2 separate regions of the Rattus norvegicus genome follow, and region 2 is linked to region 1. A link is a contact called in public Hi-C data. All regions are on one chromosome and are shown on one strand. The core of a region is the stretch at or near the end of the contact, and the rest is flanking DNA. Distances in the headings are between cores, read along the strand shown. Region 1 overlaps Nfe2l2 (NFE2 like bZIP transcription factor 2). Region 2 has its middle 49 kb from the start of Agps.

Region 1 (7,944 bases), core at 1,990-4,489:
TACCTGGCTGACATCTAATTAATTGTTTCCAGTGGCTCAGGGGATATTCAGTATGATCACTGTGGCAAGCACACAGGCTTCAAAGGGTCCCAGAAGTTCTTCTTTGTACTTTCAGGTTTGTGCTACCAAGTGTGCAAAAGAAAACTGCTTTTTAAAACCTAGCAGTGCAGACCACACACTGCCCAAAGGACCCAGCACCTGTGTGAGGTTGTTCACAACTGCCTGTAACTCCAGCTCAAAGAAATCTGACACCTCTAGCTTCTACACGCCACACACACACACACACACACACACACACACACACACACACACACACGCCCTTAAAGTAAGTTTTAGAAAGTAAAGCAAAGTTGATTTTAAGCATCTTTTATACTTTGGATTCCTAAACAGCACACATTTCCCATCAAGCTCGGGCTGACCCTGCTTGGCATCAAAACTGATAGCCCATGTTCACAGTGATGCTCATAGGCCTGAATGCAGACATTCTGATCTGAACGTAGGGAGTTTCTTCTTGTGCCTAACACATTTTGTTATTTTAGATTTCCACACAAGTTTCAGAAGGAAAATGTCTGAAATTTGATTTTTCCCCCTTTTATGACAGACAGGTTTCATACTGCTCACTGCAATCCTCCTGCCCCAGATTTTCAAAACTAGGATTACAAGTGTGTGACACGATGACCTAGCTTCAGATACTGTATGAAAGAGTCAAAGCATTACACTGGAAAGAAATATACAGAAGTCTGTTAACCCAAAGCACTGCCTGGGAGGCCCATATCACAAGTGCTATTTTCTGTAATGAACAAAGCACTCAGCATTTCCTGTGAGGAACCTTGTGACTGGCGCATGACTTATACCACAAAGTCCTATCCCTGACCCACTGCTCTGTGAGACCGGAAGGAACATCATCTAAGAGGAAATACTAGGGTGGAGCCTTAACAAGCGAGAACACGACAGCAGACAGAGGGAAGAGAAGTGTCTGAGGAGACCTTCCACTATTCACAGCCAAAGCTTTGAAGAGCAGCTAGCTGTCTGACCCCCACCTTGTGGGTCCCCCAGAAGGGAAGGCCACACAATCAGTCTGGGAAGGAAACTGAAAGCAGGGAACCGCTAGCGCAGCATTCCAACAGGTATCTTCTTAGACTGGAAAAAGCTGCCCAAGGGTAATCTAAGTGCCAGGGTAAGCCTTGTGACGTATGGGGCAAACACTGCCTGCCACTTATGGATTCCTGGGTGTGTTCCAAATTCTGCTGCAAACTTAGCTTATGCAAGAGACAGTAAGAAGCAAAATGTTGGACAAGTCACATCCAATTGCCATCTACTCTAACAAAAAGTTATATTCAAAATGTGGAGTACTTATTTGCTGTCTGGGTAATCCATTACAGGCCTCATAAAATGGTACAGTTTGACAACAAATTCATGCCATTTTGAAATAAACATCTCTGCACAAGGATAAACAGTGACCTTGAACAATGAAGTCACATGTGTTTTAAGCCAATCTTAGTCCTTTGAACAAACATTTAGCAGAAGATTTTAAAACAATCCCACCCAACACTAAAGCTATTTAATAAACTGAGAACTTGGCATATTATTGAAATTAAAATTGTATCTTAAAATAAGATTTTTATTACTTTGTATTGGGGTGGCAGCAGGATGCAGGGGGAACCAGACACAACATGTGCCACAGAGAATGAATAGCAGTCAGAGGACAGCTTGCAGAGCCTTTTCTCTCTCTCTACCATGGGGTCCTAGGTAGGCACTAAGGCTACCAGGTTGGGAGCAGGTACCTTTACCCACAATGCCCTCTTTCCATCACCACAAAAACAGTAGCTCAACAAGCTGTTAAAAATAATAAACTGTACTTGTCATTTAGCACAGAATAAAATACTGGTCTTTGTTTCTAACTTTAAAGTAAAGATTGTTCTCCTCCACCCCCACCCCTTTATTGAGACAGGATCTCACTATGGAGGCCAGGCTGACCTCATCACCCTCCTCACTCACCCTCCTAAATGCTGGGGTTACACACAGGCATAAACATACTCCGAAATACCGACCTTAGTTTAGCCTCTGTTTCTCTGCACCCTCTTCTTCATGCACACATTAGTTACTAGAACGTCTAGAGTGAGAGAAACACTTGGCTACACTGTCCTAACATATATCTCATTATGATATCCTGTGAACATATATATTATTCACCTAGAAGGTAAATCTGGTTTAGCTTCCCCCTTAATAGACAATGCCCAAATTTTTTTAAATAAAACTGGATATGTTCTACAGTCTGAAAGTCATCCAGGAGAGAGCTGTCAGATTCTGTAAGGGCAATGAGGGAACGCACAAATCTTTTTTTTTTTCTCTTTTTTTCGGAGCTGGGGACCGAACCCAGGGCCTTGCAAGCGCAAGCGCTCTACCACTGAGCCAAATCCCCAACCCTGGGAACGCACAAATCTTAACAGAGTAACAGCTGCACAATCATTTACAAGGTCCTACTCTGTGGTCAAACTGCCTAATAAAGTCTTTATTTATTAATACTTGTAGTATTACTTGTAGTAATAAATAACTCCAGACAGATTTTTTTAAATCTATCTTATGATTGTTACATTTCTAAATAGTTACCCATTTACTTCTCTAAGTTTCCTGTCCCATACTACATTACACGGTGGACAATGTAATGTCATCTGCTTTTCTACACAGACCACAGAGGCAGAAGACACCCACAGTTCACTGCAGTCAGCCCCACACCGAGCTCTTTTGGGTCTCAGGTTAATTTTCTAATTCTTTCTGTTATTACTGTGGAATAGGTTAGAATAATTAACTACAGAATAGTGTGGGTTCAAAGAGGGCCTACAGCCATCTAAATCAGGTACAAATACTGCTGTTTGTGTCTGTTACCTCAGCAACAGTGGAAAGAACTGGTTAAACAACTCAGAGATATACTTGGCAGACTTTTACACTCAACACCAACCCAAGTTTTCCTCCTACAGAAATCCTCATAGTCAAAAACTAGAGATTTTCACCACATAAAAATTCCCAAATTCATACCAAATACAAACCACCCAGCAAAGTTAAAGCGTTTGATCACAAATGTACCGTTCACTCCCTAGGCTGTGGAGACTCCTCCACTTTGTTTAGGCTAGAAAGTGGTCTGCTTCCTCAGCCTGGCAGGTTACCAGGCACCATGCACACACACTTTCATGGGCTGCTTCCTGTTCTCAAGCAAGCTTCTTAGCAATGACTCACTCAGTCTAAGAACTGTGATCCGGCCAGCTTACTGGAACTCTCATCCACTACGCAGTCCATAACCTGCAATGCATGATGCAAGACAGCGCAAGGCTGGGAAGTGAAGGCAGTCAGAACCCCGACTTTCTCCAGAGGCATTATCTGTAATGTGGTCAAAATGAAATCACAAAGGACATTCACTTTCCAAACACTGGGTAACCCCCTACCTGTTGGAGAAACCACCGAGCTCTGTCTGACTTCTCCACAAGAAGTTTCACGGTTGGCTTTCAAGAGTTACAATCTGGCTGTGCTGGTGCAGGGCAGGGCTAGGGTTGATAAGAGGTTACAAAGGGTGGCCCCAACACTGCCAGGAGAACAGCAATCTTTAGGATATAGTTGTCTAAATCTCCCCATTCTGAGTGAGCAAGCCCCCCAGATAAAGTACTTGGTGAACATTCTTCAGTTACTGTTAGAACGCCATGCACTCATCATTACCAAAAGAACCTTTGGGAACACTGTCTCCATCCTCCTAATCTACTTCACCGAGTGGAAACAAACCAGGAGACTCCAGGCAGCTCAGTGCCTTGCTGTCTCCACCCTTGACCTCTCTGACCTGGTCAGCTCAAGGAGGAGGGCCTCAAATCAAGAGGTTCTTCACAGAAACTGCTGGTGCTTCTCAATGCTTCAAGCTTCTTTATCCTCTTTTAGGGTCCCCAAACTAAAGTATTTAGTTCAGTATTCAAGGTCATTTTTAGATCTAAGCAACTAACAATTAGCTAAAAATAGCCAACAATCACAGACAGCCAACCTAGGCTGAAGGATAGGTAAAAACTGTTGCAGTCTGACAAAGACCCTGGATCTTGAGACATGGCTATGTTGGTATCAGTGGTGCCGAGGGATTTTCTATATGAATATAATGTAATGAATTATATTTAGATCATAGAGAACACTTAAAAAGTTTTTTTTTTTTAATGAACCACAAGCACTTTTAGGGTACTTCCCAAAGGCTCTGCTAACTTTTTTAAACTGTGAACTTTTTTAAAGTATGATTCCCCCCCTACCCCCAGACAAGGTTGTTTGGTGTTACCCTGGCTGTCCTTGAACTTGGGAGATCTACCTGCCTGTGCCTCCTGATTGCTGAAGCCAGCAAGAGCAAGCAATATTACAGTAATATGCACTGTTGGCTAAAACTCTGGTCAAAAAGTGGTAGTTAGAAAAGTGGCAGTCAAGAACAAGGTTAGAGTGTAGTCTAAGTAGATCGCTGGTCTATCTACCATCTACATCCACACAGGTCACATCCATGGTGTCAGAAACAGTGCAAGGTGCCAGGGATGCAAGGATAAATAAGCAGTCCCTGTTAGGAGACATCACGAGCAGCATTAAGGACCTCTGGCAGCACAGAGAAGAGCCACTAAATCTGCAGAGACACAACAGAAGCAGTAACTGCCGCCACGTACAACTCTCATGAACACCATGACAAGGGTAAGTCTGGACTCCCGAAGTCCGACTCAGTGAGTGAAAGCAACAGGTGTCAGGCATGGCCGAGCACACCTGTAATCAGTGCTCAGGCGGCTGCAGCAGGGACGCTGAGTTCACGAACCAGGGCTCAAAACAAAACAAGCAATAAGGCATACAGTCAACCCAGCCCCAACCATGTGTTCTTGGTCTTCCTGCTTGACAGTGGCAGTGTTTTCCCTTGTTCTCAACTGTGCGCACCCCCACCCCCAAGCTTCAATTCCCTAGCTCAGGGAAAACTATCATCCCTGGAGCCTTCCTCCTTACATCTGGACTTTTTGGTACATGGGACTCAGATCACATGGGAACCAGTGTTTATGCCACACAGTCATGGAATGCCTACTACTGAAAGGGCTGCTGGAATCACTTAGATAGTTCTCTCGTCCTGCAAAGGAGAGGTAACTTGCCCCCCAAGGGCAGAGGGCAAGGAATTTTAAAACTACCTCTAGACTACTTCTCTATCATTTTCTACCATGCTAACAGAGGAAAAAGGATGTACCTCTATTTCACTCTCCCTTTTCAATGAGCTCTGGCCCTGAGCCCCCAGACAAGGCTTCTCTAACTGCCCTGGAACTCAGTCAGTAGACTAGGTTGGCCTCAAGTACTGGGAACCACCACACCTGACTGCTTTTAAAAACCTTTCCATGTTTTTGTGTGTGGGTGCATATGCCAAACACATGGGAGTAGAGGCCAGAGGAAGGTGTCCTCATCATCTGGTCTTACCACTTTGAGGCAGGGTCCCTCCTTGAATCTGGGGTTCATGTTTTTTTTGAAAGTCAGGCTAGCAGCCAGCAAGCTCTAATAATCCTGCCCCCAAGACCCTTGGGTTACAGGCATGCACGAGACCTTGCCTGTTTGTTATGTGAGTGCTGGATTCCCAACTCAGTCCTCATAACTGTGCAGCAATCACTCAATCACTGAGCTAGCTCTCCTGTCGCTAGGTTCAGTTTACAGAATGGTGAGATGGCTCAGCCGTTAAGAGTACTCAGTTTTGTTTTAAATTTAATTTATTTATGATGAGTGTTCTGTGTGCACATATGGTGCATGCCAGGAGAGGGCATCAGATCCCATTATAGATGGTTGTGAGCCACCATGTGGTGGCTGGGAACTGAGCTCAGGACCTCTGGAAGCACTCTTAACTGCTGAACCATCTCTCCAGCCCCAATAATCTCACCTGAGTCTATGCTCAGCCACACTCTAGTCAAGCTCCTGTTCAGCTGCCTGCCATCCACAGGGATAAAATCCAGAGGATGAAGTAAGTGTACAAAGGTAAGAGTAGGTGGGGGAAGTCTTATCGGCAGCAACACTCCAGCACAGCAAGCACAACCAAGCCTCAGACTGCTGAGGACAAGACACAGAAGAAAGGAGACAAGTCCAGCCAGGCTGGCCCATCACTGGCTCTTTAAAGTCTAGGAAAAGATTCCTTCTAAGACTGTGTCTGTCTGTTGGCCATTGACTGACACTTAGAACATGATGCAACTGACTGTAAAGAAAGCTAACAGTGATTTAGGAGCTCACAGCCAACTCCAGGGCTATAAATTAGTAATCTGAGGCTCAAGATGCTAAGTGGACAACTGATGACAGGCTTTTTGTGACTGAGCAGAACACAAGAGAGTACATCTATCTGGTCCACTAAACACACATTTCATATAGACTTTCTCATTACAATTCCTTAAAATCCTTTTAAATTTACTTTATATGTGTTTTGTTTACATGATTTCATCATGTACATGCCTGATATGCCTGCTGCGGTCAGAAGAGGGTGTCATATCCCATATCCTCTGGAACTGGAGTTATGGATGGTCATGAGCCACTGTGTGGATATTATGACTCAAACACAGGTCCTCTCCAAGAGCAGCCTGTGCTCTTAATTGTTTAGTCATTTCTCCAGCCCCTGGATTACAGTTTCTTCTACTAAGAAAAATCACAAACTTCTATGCACCTCTCTGAACACCGACACTGATAATACTGTTGCCAGGTGCACTAACACATACCCCATCATCCTGCACGCAGAATGCAGGGGCAGAAAGAAGTACTGCTGTTAAACTGGAAGCCAGGGCTGGAGAGATGGCTCAGCGGTTAAGAGCACTGACTGCTCTTCCAGAGGTCCTGAGTTCAATTCCCAGCAACCACATGGTGGCTCACAACCATCTGTAACGGGATCTGATGCCCTCTTCTGGTGTGTCTGAAGACAGCAACAGTGTACTCACATATATAAAATAAATAAAACAAATCTTTAAACTGGAAGCCAGCCTGAGCTACAAGGCAAAACCCAGTCCAAGCAAAGTAGGACAAAAGCAAAAGCCAAAAACAAAACAAAAACAAACAAAAACCCCAAATAACAAAAACCTGCTGTGTGGAACTTGGCTGTGAGGCTAAATTAACATCCTATAAAACCCTGTTAACAGAAACCCAGCTGACATCTGACGAGATAAGGCCTCCAGGGACCCTGAACCCTTCCATAGAGACATGCCTTCCTCACCAGCAGTTCTGAATAGCATGCTTTAATACAGAAGAGCTTCCAGCCCTCAGCCCCTGCCACAGCCTACCTAGAGCTGACCTCTAGGGTAACCTGACCACAAACAAACAGCCTGAAACAAATGTGGATCAAAAAGGACATCGTAGGCCACATACCCACTAAAGCAACACAAAGCTGACTGTTCGTCCTCTAACCTCCCAAGACTGGGCAATTGGGCAATAGTCCTTGTCCACCCCTTGAGAAAGACAATTCTTGGGCACTGGCTCTGACATTCAAGTAACTGAAGGTCACAAAACATTCACTTGTATCTGTATGTCATGTGATTCCTATCCCTCTGTGTAAAGGTCATGTGAGAGAAAGAAGACACGAGGACGGGGAACAGTCACAGACGGAAGATACATGGACTGTGTCTGCAGCTCAAGCTGCCGGCCACCTCCATACCTGAGGGTTCTGGTCACAGATATCAAGTCAGGCCTGAGAAATCAGAACGACACAAAAAGGCCTAAACTTTTAAGTGATCTCAGAACTCTATCTAAACACTCAGTCAAATTCTTTGTCTTTTCTCTTAACAAAAAACTATGGGTTTGGTTTAAAAGTTTTTTTGTTTTAAATTCATGTCTTTGAGTTGGGCATAGTGGCATCCCCTGCTCAAAACCTTTAATTCTAGCACTCAGTAGGCAAAAACAGGTTGATCTCTGAGTTTGAAGCCAGCATGGTCTACAGAGTTTGTTTCAGGA
Region 2 (7,944 bases), core at 1,443-3,942, 94 kb after region 1:
CTACACCCACTCTTCTCTGTTAAATAGCTATGGATCTTCATCCCCTTCCTCCTCTTCCTCCCCCTCCTCCTCCTCTTCCCCTCCTATTCCTCCTTTCCCTCCCCTCCCCCTCCCCCTGCTCCTCCCCTCTTCCTCCCCCTCCTCCCCCTCCTCCTCCCCCTCCTCCTCTCCCCTCCTCCTCCCCCCCTCCTCCTCCTCTTTCTGAGACTCGGTCTCACTATGCAGCTCTGTCTGTCCTGAACTCACACTATATTGACCAGGTTTGACTTGAACGCTTAACAGATCTGCTAGCCTCTGCCTCCCGAGTGCTGGGACGACAGGCCTGTACTACTCTGATTGGGTTCTATCTCTTCTTAGATTTTATGTATATGAATATTTTGCCTGCCTGTGTGTCTGTGTACCGTGGGTATAGCTGGTTCCCACAGAGGTCAAAGAAGGGTATCTGAAACTGGAGTTAGAGATAGTTGTGACCTGTCATGTGGGTGCTAGAGATCAAATAGTATCTTCTGGAAGAGCAGCAGCCCATGCTCTTAATACCTGAGCCATCTCTCCAGCGTCTCAAATGTCTGTTTCTTATATTACCATGCATCATACTGAGGAATGAGATACTGAGTCGTGCCTAAGGAAGAGAATCCAAGGACCATAGCTCACCGGAAGGACCTCTCTTGAGCACATTTAAAGATAACAGAGATCTGGGAATGGTGGTCTAGGCAGGTCACATGGATAACTAGTCAGGAAGAGTCTATCACTTCTCTGACACTCCCGAGTCTCGGGGTTGACTGTGCTAAGGACCACTGGCTTGTACTCAGGGTATTACTGTCCTTAAGAAGCATGGAGGCTGGGCGTCATCCCAGGGCTTTGGCTACAGAGCAAGTACAGAGCCACTTGCCCATCCAGGCTCCTGCTCCTACCCAGTGTGTAGCATTTATTTCCATGCTTCTTGTCCTGCTCACTTTAGGATTTGATTTTGTCGTGACGCTCAGAGCCCATGGGAAAGTATACAGTGATCTCGGAGCACCCAAGAGTGGCCTGGGAAAGGGAGTCAGGCCAATTGGCCATAATATTAACTGATTTCAACACACACCTAATTACTCTAGGTATTCATTCAAGGACAGGCGTGATGTTAAGAGCAATTTCCTGGAATGACTGCAGGGGGAGGAAGGGGGAGGAGCAGGAGGAGCAGGAGGAGCAGGACCAGGAGGAAGAGGAGGGAGGGAGGAGGAAGAGGAGGAGGAGGGGGAGGAGGGGGGAGGAGGAGGAGGGGAAGGAGGAGGGGGAGGAGGAAGGGGAGGAGGAGGAGGAGGAGGGGGAGGAGGGGAGGAGGAGGAGGAGGAGGAGGGGGAGGAAGGAGTTCGGCATGGTGGTATATACCCATGTACTAGGGAGGTGGAGGCAGAGGTGCAGGAAGTCAAAGCCAGCTTTGGTTCCATAACAAATATGAAGCCAGCTTGGGTTGCATGAAATACTGTCTCAACTCTTCCTTTCCCCATACCTTTTAAAATTGAGAGAGAGAGAAAAGAGAGAGAAAGAGAGAGAGAATTTAAAAATCCTGTGATGTATTCAAAATTGATTTAAAAAAATATACGAACTGATATCCACTTAGTTCCTTGTTTGGGCCAAAGACAGTTTTACATATGGTATATACATATGATATATATATATATATATATATATATATATATATATATATATATATATAATTTCCCACAGAGATTTTCCATTTTACCACTTTTGAAGGTATAGGCCACCTTTTAGCCTCTGTCCAGTTCACTGCACATGGACAATTTAGAGTCCTTTGGAGCACTGTAGAGCCCTTGAAATGCCATCCGTTACAGGGGCTGGCCTCCTTGTTTTTCCCTGTCAGCAGATTCTGTGGAGAACATCTTGCTGGTAGACCCCATTTTATTGTTTAATGATGAGATTCAATGAAGCAGTGAAGGGTAAGGCTTTTAAAATATCCCTAGTGGGGCTTTGATATAGAGCATAAAGGTCTCCTCTCTGGGCCCGTTCCACTCCTTTTCTCCTGCTTTATTAATTCAACCATAAATTGCACACTTTTAATGAAGTGTTACCTTTCTGCTAACATCCCGAGCTTCAGTTCAGCACAGCGTCCAGTAGTACAGGGACCCCTTTACAGCTGGCTCAAAGCGTCAGTTGACAAGAGGATCAGACCTAGCGTTGCTACAGATCTTTTTTTTTTTTTTTTTTTTCCGGAGCTGGGGACCCAACCCAGGGCCTTACGCTTGCTAGGCAAGCGCTCTACCACTGAGCTAAATCCTCAACCCTGTTGCTACAGATCTTAAATGAAGCCATATGTCAGCAAACCAGGTGACTCGGCTTTGGGCCGTATCACATGCCTCTGTAGCCAGCTGGCTGCAGGACCTAAGAAGAGCACAGCTAACACTATTTTTAAGATACAGACAACATCATAAGCATGTAAGGGACACATACATGGAGGGGAGGTTCAATTCCCTCATCCATTGTCACTAATCTTTTGCTATGTGATTCAATATATTTGAGGAGCGGTGGGAAACTTGTTGGCCAGGCATGGTGGGCATACACCTTTAATCCCAGCACTTAGAAGGCAAAAGCAGAGACAGGTGGATTTTGATGCACTCAAGGCCAGCCGGGGCTGCGTAGTGACATGCTGTCTAGAAACAGGCCTGTGTTTGGAGGACAGTAGTCTATGGTCATTTGATGCCACTGAAACCTGAGAACCCAGACCTTCGGGCATTTTTTCACCTCTATTGCCATCTAGAGGAGAGAATTGGAAATACATGAAATAGATCCCCCAAAAGGAATTAAGGGAAAACCAATACTGGAAACATTTGTACAAAACTCTAAGGAAAATCACTACATGTTGGTGACTCCAACATTATGTTTTTCTCTTCCCTTTCCATCTGGTCAAACTGCACTTGAATATCTGCTTATGGGCTTTTATATCAACACTTCAGACATTTCCAGGGTGCCTCTTATAGACATAAAATCATGAAACTTTCTGAAACTGCAGGATTTGGAGGTGAGGTGGTTTGTTTGGTTGGTTGGTTAGTTGTATTTTTTGGGTGAAGAAATAAGAGGGAGAAGCCTTTCAACACAGAGAGACAGTTTCCTCAAGTCCATGGCCGCAGAACCTATTAGTCTTGCAAGGTGTTTATAGGTAGGTAGCGCGTCGGTTAAATACATTTTGCGAGGAAAAACAGTATTGAGCAGTGTTCTTTTTTTGTTCTTTTTTTCGGAGCTGGGGACCGAACCCAGGGCCTTGTGCTTCCTAGGCAAGCGCTCTACCACTGAGCTAAATCCCCAGCCCCGAGCAGTGTTCTTTACAGCCTGTAGTTTACTGGTGTGCACTGTGGATCTGAGGAGATAAAATGCTAGGCAAACGTTCTCAAACGTCCTTGACAGTGTAGCCTCCTGCTTTCTGTAGAACTGATGTCCTCTGCATACTTCAAGAACTGTTCCCACAGGCGAGAGACCATGTGCAAACAGACCAGCCCCTCCCCGGCTCTCCTACTCCTCTCTGTCTAAACGCTGTTGAAGTTTTGTTTTGGGTTGAGTGGCTTAAAGACTGTAACCATGGTCACTAACAACAGGCAAGTGTACTTTCTCAGGCTTCAATAGTATGGGCTAATGGCTCTGTGACACCGCCTCTTGAGAACTGTAAATATAGCAATATGAGGCTGCTGTTGGCCTAACATGGCAAACTTTTAAGTAAACTCCTTTTTTTTTTTTTAATGGTCTATGTTGTCTCTCTGCTCATGCATGAGGAGGTCAGACCAGGGTTTTGGGCATTTTGTGTCTCTCTCTACCTCATTCTGTGGGAGGAGAGTCTGTCTATAGCCAGGGGTCCACTGCTTTTCTCACTGGGTGGGCAGTCAATAGGCCCCAGTGAGTCTCCCCTCTCTTAGCTTCTACATCTCCGGAGTTACACACATGGCTGGTTCCACGGGTGCTAGGATCTGAACTCAGGGCCTCATAGTTGTGCAGCAAGCATGATTAATCTCTGAGGCAAATCGTCACCTGCCTTCTCCATTTTTTTTGGAAAAGATCTCACATAACCCATATGTAGCTGAGGATGACCTTGAATTTTTTTTAAAGAATTATTTATTTATTTTATGTGTATGAGTACACTGTAGCTGTCTTCAGACACACCAGAAGAGGGCATCAGATCCCATTATGGATGGCTGCGAGCCACCATGTGGTTGCTGAGAATTGAACTCAGGACCTCTGGAAGAGCAGTCAGTGCTCTTAACCTCTGAGCCATCTCTCCAGCCCTGACGTTGAATTTCTGATCCTCCTGCATCTAACTCCTGGATGCTTACCAGACTCTACCACACTTGGTTTTTGTGGGGTTGCGATTGAAGGTGTTGGGATTGAAGGCGAGCTTGGTGCATGTTAGGCAAGCACTTTACCGATTGAGCTACATCCCCAGCCCCTCCTGATTTGCTTTTCTTAATAAGTAGGGCTACACTGTAAAATAAAGACAAAAATACTAACCTAGCAACGCAGATATGGGTAACAAGGTCCTTTATTGTCCTTAGAAAGCATTCTGTATTGTACAAAATTGTGCTGTACTTTCACAAATGTAACAGCATGGTGGGGTGGCCGTATTTACTCCAACAATGTCAAGACAGGGATGTAATGTGCTATGCTACATTGTGACAGTGGCAATGTCACAAATTCTCCATGCATTGTATCCGTAAGACACCAACTCTGTGGCCTGCCATTACCCACCCTTCAGTGTGCCCTCCTTAGCTGAATGTAGTAGGGATGGGTTTCTTTTGACAGTTGCTTTGTCCAGATGAAGCACAGTAAGTTCAACGGTTGCATAGGACACAATTTAACTGCACCAAGGAACAGGCTAAGATGGTCTTTCTACTTCCTATGCATCTAGTCTACTAACTTTATGAAGGCCCCAGTGGGAGGGAGACCAGAGCTGAGAAAGCAAGAGCCTTGCCTTTGGACCATTAAATAAGTGGAGTGACACGTTTACATACAAAGATTTCTTAGATAGATAAATGATTGCCCTACCAGATTTATTCATTGTAACTAGAACAGTAGGACTTTGTTTCTTGTGGAGCAAGGCCACATTCTTCATGGAAAGCAGCCTCACAGGAAGGTTGTTTATAGTAGCACCATTGTTAGAGCAGATCACCCGTTTTAGAAGGTTTAAATGCCAGTGACTGTGAATATCTATTGTGTTAATTCTGCGATTTTTATATACACTGCAGTGCTCTGCTGCGGAGCCCCGTACTTACCTCTTGGTTCTTTTTAAGCTTTAGGTTGGCTTGAACTATGCAGCCTTGGAGGTCTCAAGTTTGTGGTCCTCTCCACCTCAGCATCAAGTAGCTAATATTAATATTTCTTCTGTAATGGCTTGTCTGTGTTTTAGAGAAAGAAATATGCAATACACATTTTTGATTCAAGATTATGACATCATAATCATATAATATCTGATTATATTCAGATATTAATAAGGGTGGTAGAAAATATCACCCCTTATGAGGGAAATGTGCTATTTTCATAAAGAAGCAACATTGACTCAGAGTCACCTGCGTGTTCAGTGACGTGAGGAGACGGGAGTGGAGTTCTAATTCAGTTCTGTTTGACTCCTGGTCCTAAACTATTGGTTTGTCTGATCTTGGAGCAGAATAGTTTTAGAAAATGCTTGTGTATTCCTTCTGTTGTTGAAACGGGGTCTTTCACAATAGCCCACATTGACCTTGAACTCAAAAACTCAAGCAATCCTCCTGTCTTTGACACCCAAGTAGTCTACACTCCTGGGCCTCCGTGCCCGGTTTTCTCTGTTTTTTTATCATCTAAAACTAAGACCAGCCAAAGTGAAGCAGGGAAGCAGTTTTCCTGGGATTTAGAGACTTGTGCATGCAATACAGGAATGGTGTGAGAGCGCCCTCCTGGGGCATCTGGGTTCCCTTCGCTGGGCTAGGTCTTCTGCATGCCTTTGGAAAGGTAATCTTTCTGAAAGGTATTGGTTTATGCGGATGTTTTTTAATACTTCATTGTCATTTTTCAAGATAATTCAGCTATGAATCTATAAAAGAAAACTAAGAAGCAGGTTTAAATTCAGGTAATTTGAAAGGAAGCCTTTGCCACCTGGTGGTAGAACAGGCCTTTAATCCCAGCACTGGGGAGGCAGGCATAGGTGGATCTCTGTGAGTTTGAGGCCAGCCTGGTCTACAGAGCTAGTTCTAGGATAGTGTTGCCCTGTCTTGAAAAAGGAAGAATGAGGAGGGGGAGGGGGAGGGGGGAGGGGGAGGGGAGGGGGAGGGGGAGGAGGAAGGAGAGGGAGAGGAAGAGGAAGAGGAGGAGGAGATTAAGGAAGAAAGGAAGGAAGAAAGGAAGAGTCTTTGTGCATGACATGGTCTCAATTGTGCCAGGTTTGTAAACTTATTTTCTAGGTAAATTTCAACAGTTAATTCAGCACATCATGAGTCAATTTATGGTGATGGAGAACCTTTCTGTGTATGGATACCTGGTCAAATTCATTTTCTGTAGATGGAGTTTTAAAGGTAGGCTTGGAAGCAAATTGGGTATGAATATAGAGGCTGAATTTTTAAATATGTGTTTCTTTAGTCCCTTGTTTTATATGTGCTGAAAACAAAGCAGGAATCCCATCCCCTTCTTACTTTCTGCCTCCGTCCTCTTCTCCTGGCCCCTCCCCCTCCCCTTCCCCTCCTCTCTTCCCACGCCTCCTCCACTTTCCTTCCAGAAGGCCAGGCATTCTAAGGTTATCGTCTAGCCCCAAGGCATATCAAGTTGCAGTAAGAAGGAAGCAGAATTCTTAAAGAACTAAGGAAGGTTGAGGAGTGAAAAATCTTGGCCAACCATAGGAACTTGAACAAATCATTTCTTCTTTTCCTTCTTCAGTTAGTTCTCTTTCCTTTTGACCTAGCTAACCACAAAGGCTTCTAGTTGCCTGTAGATGAGACTGGGGTCATTCTTGGTAAAGGAAGCCATGCTTCATTGCATCCACTAGGAGGCACTGTAGCACCCGCGCACTTTCTGTTCTGTCCTTCAGTTTGTCTTCCTCTCCCTCTCCCTCTCTCCCTCCCCCTTCTCTCCCCTCCCCCTCCCCTCCCCTCTTTCTCTTCCTCTTTCCTCCTACTGGGATTTATTTTCCTTAAACCTTCAAATTCAAGTTTATGTTACTTCGAAAGCTAAGATTTAATTCAATAACAGCAGTTGGGTACATTTAGGAAGAGTTCAGTTCGGAGACTTACATGGTCGAATGAGGAATATTCAACAAAACTTGAAAATCTTCAGGAAATGGACAATTTCCTAGACAGATACCAGGTACCGAAGTTAAATCAGGAACAGATAAACCAGTTAAACAACCCCATAACTCCTTAGGAAATAGAAGCAGTCATTAAAGGTCTCCCAACCAAAAAGAGCCCAGGTCCAGATGGGTTTAGTGCAGAATTCTATCAAACCTTCATAGAAGACCTCATACCAATATTATCCAAACTATTCCACAAAATTGAAACAGATGGATCACTACCGAATTCCTTCTACGAAGCCACAATTACTCTTATACCTAAACCACACAAAGACACAACAAAGAAAGAGAACTTCAGACCAATTTCCCTTATGAATATTGACGCAAAAATACTCAACAAAATTCTGGCAAACCGAATCCAAGAGCACATCAAAACAATCATCCACCGTGATCAAGTAGGCTTCATCCCAGGCATGCAGGGATGGTTTAATATACGGAAAACCATCAACGTGATCCATTATATAAACAAACTGAAAGAACAAAAACCACATGATCATTTCATTAGACGCTGAGAAAGCATTTGACAAAATTCAACACCCCTTCATGATAAAAGTCCTGGAAAGAATAGGAATTCAAGGCCCATACCTGAACATAGTAAAAGCCATATACAGCAAACCAGTTGCTAACATTAAACTAAATGGAGAGAAACT

The links. A called contact is a pair of places that touch in the nucleus more often than the background predicts.
Region 2: a Hi-C map of the A7r5 cell line shows a contact between it and region 1, with 5 times the contacts expected there. The contact joins two enhancer-like sites. A contact is called at or near these places in 7 of 12 Hi-C or Micro-C datasets (the A7r5 cell line, Schwann cells, hepatocytes and 4 more) and 1 of 1 datasets of contacts at active chromatin or transcription factors (oligodendrocytes).

Annotation. Positions count from the first base shown.
Region 1 is chr3:81,007,077-81,015,020 of GRCr8, forward strand. All of the region lies in intron 1 of Nfe2l2 (NFE2 like bZIP transcription factor 2), which reads right to left. Among named protein-coding and RNA genes, the nearest start is that of Nfe2l2, 18 kb to the right of the region's middle. Within about 2 kb of position 3,240, at least 37 of the 93 cell types and tissues checked have an H3K27ac peak or open chromatin away from gene starts, as enhancers often do. A contact at or near this core is called in the A7r5 cell line, where this site is marked.
Region 2 is chr3:81,101,604-81,109,547 of GRCr8, forward strand. No RefSeq gene overlaps it. Among named protein-coding and RNA genes, the nearest start is that of Agps, 49 kb to the right of the region's middle. Within about 2 kb of position 2,693, at least 18 of the 93 cell types and tissues checked have an H3K27ac peak or open chromatin away from gene starts, as enhancers often do. A contact at or near this core is called in the A7r5 cell line, where this site is marked.